Regions from separate parts of the Mus musculus genome. Here region 2 is linked to region 1. The links are chromatin contacts, called in public HiChIP or PLAC-seq maps. All regions are on one chromosome and are shown on one strand. Each heading gives the region's core, a stretch centred on a gene start, on an enhancer-like site or on the middle of the called end of the contact. The rest is flanking DNA. Distances are from core to core; before and after follow the strand shown.

Region 1 (4,028 bases), core at 979-3,478:
CCTGTGCCCATCCTTGGGAGCTCCCGACCCTGCTCCTCTCCTCCCTACTGACATAATTTCCTGGAGCTGTTGGCTCCTCATGGCTAGCTACAAAATAGCACAAACACTTTTCCTTGTTTGGCTGTTTAAGAGGGCAGAAGGCCCAGAGAGGGCTATGCCCTGTCCAAGGTCACACTGTCAAAGAAGAGTCTACACATATCTTAAGCCACAGAGAAGTCAGAGTGAAGTCTCCTTATGAGCCCACAGCTCTCTGGATATTCCTTCTTTCTCAGCCAGCCTCTTTAGCTCTAGCATGCTTTCAAAGGCCCCAGACTGGAGACTCCTACAAGACTAGGTGGTGAGGGAAAGAGAGGTAATGGGCTGAATCTCTGGTTATTATCTTTGAGCAAAGAGCTCAGAGCAAAGGCCTGGATTTCCAGGCTCATTTTTACCAATGTGGCTATTAGGGACTAGATATGTCCTCCCATAATCCATATGCTGAAATCCTAATTGCCTGCCAGATGTGATGTGACGTGCCAGTGCAAGGCCAGCATGGGTGAGGTGAGGCAGGAGGATCAGGAGTTCAAGGCTATCCTTGGCAACTTTGAGAGCTCATGGAAGACCAGCTACATAAAACTCTGTTTCAAACAAACACTCAAGAAACTTGAATTACCAAAGTGCTGATTTGGGGAGGTGAGCCTTGGCGAGGTATGTAGGTCACAAGGATGAAGACCTCATGAATGCAATTAGTGCCTACATTGGCCAGCTTTCTGCTACTGTAACAAAAATACTGAAAGTTATAAACTTCTAAAGAGAAAAGGCTTAGAACTCAGAGAGAGGCTGAGACAGCATCTCATATAGCCCAGGCTGTGTGAATTCCTGTTCCGACTTCCTGAGTGCTGGGATTACAGGCGTACATTAAGTCCCAGTAGGAAGGGTTTACTCTGACTCACAGTAGAAGGGTTTCCAGTTCATGATTGGTTTATTCTGTGGCTTGAGGTCACCAGAGAAACCTAAGTTTGATGACAAACCAACTTCAGTATGTTGTCCTCGGAACTCCACATGTGCTCCCCACAACACAAATAAATGTGATTCTAAGAAATGTTCAAAGGAAGCCCTCCCTCAACTTCTGCCCAGAAAGCTCTCTCATCTCTTTGTACCATGTGAGGGCTCAACAGGAAGTTCATGTGTTGTAACTGGGAAGAACCCAGCCATGTGACCTCACACCACCAAACTCTGACTTGTGAAACATCACTGTCCACCATGGAAAAGCCATGACAGTAGCAAGGGGGTTGGAGAGAGGGCTCAGCTGTTAAAAACACTTGCTACTCGCCAGGCAGTGGTGGCGCATGCCTTTAATCCCAGCACTTGGGAGGCAGCAGATTTCTGAGTTCAAGGCCAGCCTGGTCTACAGAGTGAGTTCCAGGACAGCCAGGGCTACACAGAGAAACCCTGTCTCAAACAAACAAACAAACAAACAAACAAACAAACAAACAAAACAACAAAAAAACACTTGCTTCTCTTGCAGAGGACCCTGGTTTAGTTCCTAGCACCCACGTGGTGGTCCACAGCCAACCCTAACTGCAGTCTCAGGAGACCTGATCTCCTCTTCTGACCTCCATGGCCACCAAGCACACAAGTGGTGCACATACAGACAGACAGGTAAAATACTTACACATAAAATAAATCTTTAAAAATAAAGACAGTAGCGGGCTGGAGAGATGACTCACCGGTTAAGAGCACTGACTGCTCTTCCAGAGGTCCTGAGTTCCATTCCCAGCAACCACATAGTGTCTCACAACTATCTGTAATGGGATCTGATTGATGCACTCTTCTGGTGTGTCTGAAGACAGCGACAATGTACTCATATAAATAAAATAAATAAAACTTTTTAAAAAATAATAAATAAAAATAAAGATAGTAGCTTTAGTTGTGGTTGTGGTGTTCTAGGGAAAAGGAGTCAGCTGGGAACACAGGACACTGGGACAGGGACAGGTACGTGCCCAGGCCACCATCATCCTCACAAGGTGGGGGAGGGGCAAGGGATTGGACTGCAAATTCAGGCTCTTCCTCTGACAGGCAGGGCTAGTATTTGTCTTCCAGGTTACTCAACTGCAAAGCTGCAGCTAGGCCTGAATGGGAATGGCTACGTCCTTCCCATCCAAGCTGCTGCTGGGAGATGTGTGACTTCCCTTTCCTGTCTGTACACTGTCTTTTGGCCAGCGCTAACACCCTGAGTCACTTTGGGTAGCTGATAAAGTTCATTGGAATCTGAGAGTTCAGTCCCTGCTTGAATTAATGCCCAGCCCTCTGCCTGGAGCACAGCTCCTTCTCCACTTCTTCCTCTGGGCACCTCTCTCCTCGGGCCGCTGGACAGAGGCTGTCTGTGGCATTGGCTCACAGACTGGAGCTCTAAGCTGCCTATAAGGTCCCTTATAATGGCTTCCACTTAAGCGCAGCCGGGACTCTTGACTTCACTGCAGAAAAGAATTTCCAGGCTAGCAAATTGGTTATGCTTGGTTGCCCACAACTCTAATTGAAAAATTAAAGTCCCAGCCCTGGAGAGGCAGAGACGAGAGGATCTCTAAGTTCCAGGCCAGCCAAGGCTACACAGTGAGACCGTGTCTCAATAAAACAAAACAGTAAAAACAAAGAGAAAGGAGCCTGTCACCAAGCCTGACAGCGGGAGTTTGTAGACTCCTGGGACTCACATGGTGGAAGGAGAGAACTGACTCACATGCTGCCCTCTGACCTCCACACTCATGCCACAGACGCGTGTGCGCATCACACGTGCACACACACACACATACACATGTGCACACATGCATGTATGTACACACATAACAAGTAAAATGTAATTTTAGAAATTTAAAATGAAACAGAATTTCAGAGGGAACAAATATGAACCAGCATTGAGTTTATTCAGAAGAGTTGAGTATGCACTTAAGCCTTGGGGGCTTAGAAAGCCAAATCTGGGGAGACAGCTCAGTGGGTAAAGGCTCCAACACCATGTCAGACAGTCTGGGTTTGAGCGCAAGACCCACATGGTGGGAAGTGACTCCCACCTGTATATACACAGCAAGTAGACAGATGGACAGACAGATGTACAGGAAAAGAACATGACATGTCCAAGTGTGACTGTGGTCTTCTCAAGAGAAAATCAAGATTGTCTTTAAAATCACACACACATACACACACACACACACACACACACACACACACACACACACACGGAGTGCTGGGGATGCAGCTCAATTGTAGGGTCTGTCGTGTATAAAGCCAAAGGTTTGATCTCCAACATCACATAAAACTCAGCATGGCGGTACATCCCTGTCACCCCAGCAGCACTCAAGAGGCAGAGGCAGGTGCTCAGAAATTCATTGCCAGCCTTGATACCACAGTGAGTCTGGGGACCCAGAACCTCTGCCTTAAGAAGCTTTTTTTTTTTCATTTAAAAAAATTTAAATCACCATATATACAATTTTGGTGACTTCTGAAGTTACACTTACTCTGTTATAGACAATAGGGTAAAGTCCAGGTTGCATGGAAACTTAAGATGTTCTCCACATCTTGTTTGTGAGATTCCCAGAACATAGCTGGGAAAGGAGGCCGTGTACACTCAGCCCTTAATCATGGCTCATTGCAATTTTAACATTCTTATTTGAAAATACCTCTACATCTCCATAAAAACCTACTATCTCAGGGCTGGGGAGTTGGGTCAGCGCTTCGGCGTGGCTACTGTTCTTATTGAGGACCTGGATTCAGATCCTAGCACATGGCAAGCCTGTAACTCCAGCTCCAGGGGAACCCACTGCCTCCAGCCTCCTCAGGCTCCTGCACACATGTGCGCATACCAAACACTGACACACATACATAGAATTTAAAGATGATAGAAAATAAAAATTTTTTAAAGAATATTATCTCCATCTATTTCCACATCAGCAACCTTCACAGCAAATGCTAATTGTGAAGGTGTTGTTGTTGTTGTTGTTTACAGACTTTCACTGTGTATTCCTAGCTGGCTTGAAACTTACTATGTAGACCAGGCT
Region 2 (4,028 bases), core at 978-3,477, 280 kb before region 1:
TATGTGTTTGCTAGGCCCGGCCCACACCTTTAATTTCAGCACTTGGGAGGCAGAGGCAGGTGGATTTCTGAGGCCAGCCTGGTCTACAGAGTGAGTTCCAGGACAGCCAAGGCTACACAGAGAAACCCTGTCTCGAAAAACAAAAACAAAAAATTCAAGGCTGGCTTTAGCCAGGTAGTGGATTCTGGGCTAATGAGACCATGTCATAAATAAAACTCAGATATACAAGAAGTAAATTATCATTATCCTTTAACTTTTTGCTGTTAAATGTTGGCAAACAAAGGCCTCTTAACATTTTTAAATGCTAACATGAGGGAACATCGAAGACTGCTGTATGTTACAAAGAATGTGGAGAAACAGTCTGGTAACTATGACAAGTAGAAATGCTTTACACATTGTTTTTAGAAAATATACTGCCCAACACAGAGCTTAAATCATGACCAGTAGTAGAATTAAATAAGATAAAGTGCTCTGTTACTGAAAGACATTACCAGAACCACAATGAAGGAGCTAGAGATGCAGCCCAGTTTATAAGAGTACTTGGCTAGTATGCATTCAGACCTGGGTTCCATCCTCTGCCTCCCCCAAACCAAGTGGTGCATGGCTCCAATTTCAGCACTCAGGAAACAGAAGCAAGAAGACCAGAAATGTAAGGTCATCTTTGGCCACAAAGCTGAAGCTAGCATGAGCTATAAGAGATCCATTCACCCCTACAATGAAGCCAGGTATGATGGAGCATGTCTGTAATACCAGCACTCAGGAGGCTGAGTCAGGAGAACTGCTTTAAGTGTGATTTCAGTCTAGGCTACAGGGTGACACTTGGTAGCACATGGCTATATAGTTGAGTTCAGGCCAGTCTGGGCTACATGAACCCCTGTAACAATCAATCAATCAATCAAAACACAACCCCCAAAACAAACATAACAAGAAATAATCAACAAAATCCACCCCAATGAGACACTACTCCATTTTCATTAGTGTCTTTATCATAAGGAAAACAGAGCATGTATTGCTAAGAATGTAGCAAAGCTGGAACCTTATACACCAGTAGTGGGACTGTAAATAGCACATCTGCTGTGAAAAATGGTAAGTTTCCTTAATAAATTAAAAATAGGAGTATACAAAAATTTCCTGGGTATACACCTAAAGAAATGAAAACAAAGACTAAAACAGATGTTTGCAAATTCATGTTCACAGCAGCAATATTACAACAGCCTAAGTTCCACTACTAAAGGGATAGGTAAATAAGACAGTATACACAGATAATGGATATTACTCAGTCTTAAAAAGGAAGGAATGCTGCCTGACACATGCTACCAAATGGATGTACTTTAAAGACATTGTGCTAAATAAGTAAGCCATCACAAAAAGATAAACCAACTCCATTTCTAGGAAGCGTGAAGAGCAGTCAAAGTCCTAGCAGCACAGCCTTTATTGGGACTGAAGGTGGCTCATGGGAGTTACTGTTTACTGGGTACAGAGGTTTAGTTTTCATTCAGTTGTTTGAGACAGAGTATCACTATATATACTAGCCTGGCCAGAAATGTATGCATTTCAGGCTGGTCTCAACTTAGAATTCTTTGCTTCTTTCTTTTGAGTACATAGATTATTCGTAAGGCCACCATGACCAGTGAAATTTTTCATTTTTTAAAAAGATGTATTTTATTTTTAATTGTGTATGTGCAGAGAGGCCAGAGGTATTGAGTTCCAGGTGGATGCTAGCCTCCTGTTGTAGTGCTGGGAAATGGGTTCTCTGCAAAAGCAGGACAAACATTTTTTTTTTTTTTGGAGGGTGTGATAGTTTATTTAAAAAACAGAAACAACAAAATAAAACAACAACAGTAACAAATAAAACGGTGCCACACTGATCGTGTGACCAGAATACGTACGTAATGGCTTTTCTCTTGGGTATTAACATTTCAGTATGCTTAGATACTGAAATGCTTCAATAGGACCAAGAACGTTAGAGAGTAAGGATGGACAAACATTCTTAATTACTGAGCTATCTCTCTGGTCCCTTAAACATATTTTATATATTCAGAAGACCTTTCTTTCATACTCTAGGGAAAGTTAGACATTTCACTGTATTACACAAAACACTCAGATATTTATAAAAATGGGTAGAACAAGTTTCCAAAAATATATATGGAATGCTAACATGTGCTGTGCTTTGGTACTGGGAATCAGTCCAGAGAACTTTCTCTTGCCAGCATGGACTGATACTAAACATTCCTTTACCTTCTGTTTTTAGTTCATGTCTGATTCTCACGGAAAGGACTAGAAGGCTTTAGTGACAACAGGGATGTCAGATGCTTTGTGTGGTTCTAGAGGATTTTTAAAGTATCTTAGACTAATCTCTTCCTTTTCCCTCTTCATTGTTCTCATGGTTTCTTGACCCAGCCTATCTAAAATCCCACTCTTCCTTACTCTCTTATCTAAGGACTACACTCTCAACCCTTCTTTCTTCAATCAAAACAATTCTTCTTAGCCATACTTACATTTTTCCTTTCTTAAATGTTGTAAAAAGCTTACTCTTCCTGCAAAGGCAGTAAGAAGAACCCTGTGTGAGTTTCTGTAGCGGCTGTCTTCTGCTACGAGCTCTGGGGTTCTCCCAGACAGGAAGCAGTGACTGACTGGCTGGAGGTGAATACTGACTGTATCACTTACTTGCTGTGTGTGACCCTGGGCAAGTCATCTGGTTCCTAAACTTTAGTGATCTCAACTCTCTTTTGAAGACAACTATTTTTCTAATGAAGACAAGTACTTTTTCACAGGGCTATCAGAAGGATTAAAGGAGGTAATGCATCTTAAACCCCATACACTTGGCAAATGGGAGGTACTCAGTCCATCATTATCTTTTGCTGGTTTTATGAGGCACAGAGAGTCAGATGAAGAATTTGTTGACACCCAACACAGAGGAAAGCAGCTACTTGCAGAAAACTGATTAGCAGAACCTCTGAACTCTACTTGCAGAGCACAGGACCTTACTCCAAGCACTAAGTAGATAATATATAAACTTCTGTTCAAAGCAAGATGGAATACTAAGGACCAGATTTGAATTTCATGCCAGAAACAATTTTAAAAAATTTGTTGTGGGCCTGTAAAATGGATCTGTGGGTAAAGGTACTTGCCACCTCCTGCAAGCTGTCCTTTGACCTCTATTTGATTAATTTAGTATGCCCTACCACCAATAAATAAATGTAATAACATAAAATATGGTCAAAAATTTAAAAGTTTTCAAGACATAGGCCATTAAGCAATGAAAGACAGTAGTGTCTGGGGAATGGAAAAGTCTGCACAACTTATGCTCAGAAGAAGTTTCCAAGCTGAGGACAGTGTGCCCTCTGAATTGAGTGGAACATGGAGATCATGCAGGCCAAGGTGGCTAGGGTTTATAGCACAGTAACAAGGAGAGCAGAAAGAGATCCTGAGAAATCTGCAGAGCCTCAAGTCTTCAGCTGAGTAGTGTATGTGCATGAACAGAGTAGCTGAAGCCAGAAATAGAACCATCTAGAAGGACAAGAGAAACGTATCTCTAGAACTCACACAGGTTTGGGACACGACTTGTATTCCCTAAGGCATAGCGCATCACAGAGCAGTAAGAATATGGAAGACATAGGCAGTGCCATCAGCCAACAAGATGTAACTGCATTTGTAGAACACAGCATTCAAGAGCAGCAGAATGCACACTCTTTATATATCACACACTGGGTCACAAAAGAAGTCTCAGTAAATTTCAAAGAACTGAAGTATGTTACTGATCTACAACATAAGTGAATTAGAAATCTAAAGTGGAAATATATCTAGAAAGCTTCTACAAATTTTCAACATTCAAAAATTCAAGGGCTGAAAAACCAGTCAGAAAGCATCTTGAACTGAATGATGACACAGTAGCAAAACTGTGCAAAGAGCCTACAGATGTATGTAGCAGGAATGTTTACCAAATGCCTCCACCAGAAAAGGGAAAATGTCTAAAATCAACATCCCTAGCTTCTACCTGAAGAAAAAAAAAATCATAAAAGAGCCAA

Evidence for each region. HiChIP or PLAC-seq counts read pairs in DNA pulled down with a chosen protein or histone mark.
Region 2: an H3K27ac HiChIP or PLAC-seq map of heart atrium shows a contact between it and region 1, with 4 times the contacts expected there. The contact joins two enhancer-like sites. A contact is called at or near these places in 12 of 39 promoter capture datasets (the 3T3-L1 cell line, the C10 cell line, the HPC-7 cell line and 7 more), 2 of 15 datasets of contacts at CTCF or cohesin (the NIH/3T3 cell line and pro-B cells), 11 of 484 Hi-C or Micro-C datasets (the AML12 cell line, the G1E-ER4 cell line, LSK cells and 6 more), 6 of 115 datasets of contacts at active chromatin or transcription factors (the 230-238 cell line, embryonic limb bud, embryonic stem cells and 3 more) and 2 of 9 other capture datasets (liver and pancreatic islet).

Annotation. Positions count from the first base shown.
Region 1 is chr7:100,989,286-100,993,313 of GRCm38.p6, reverse strand. No RefSeq gene overlaps it. Among named protein-coding and RNA genes, the nearest start is that of P2ry2, 21 kb to the left of the region's middle. Within about 2 kb of position 2,228, at least 100 of the 459 cell types and tissues checked have an H3K27ac peak or open chromatin away from gene starts, as enhancers often do. A contact at or near this core is called in heart atrium, where this site is marked.
Region 2 is chr7:101,266,245-101,270,272 of GRCm38.p6, reverse strand. The region is part of intron 13 of Fchsd2 (FCH and double SH3 domains 2); the gene reads right to left. It overlaps LOC115486538 (a long non-coding RNA gene), which reads left to right. Exons shown (of 2, transcript XR_003946843.1): 2 at 1-4,028. Among named protein-coding and RNA genes, the nearest start is that of Gm50587, 9.7 kb to the right of the region's middle. Within about 2 kb of position 2,227, at least 20 of the 459 cell types and tissues checked have an H3K27ac peak or open chromatin away from gene starts, as enhancers often do. A contact at or near this core is called in heart atrium, where this site is marked.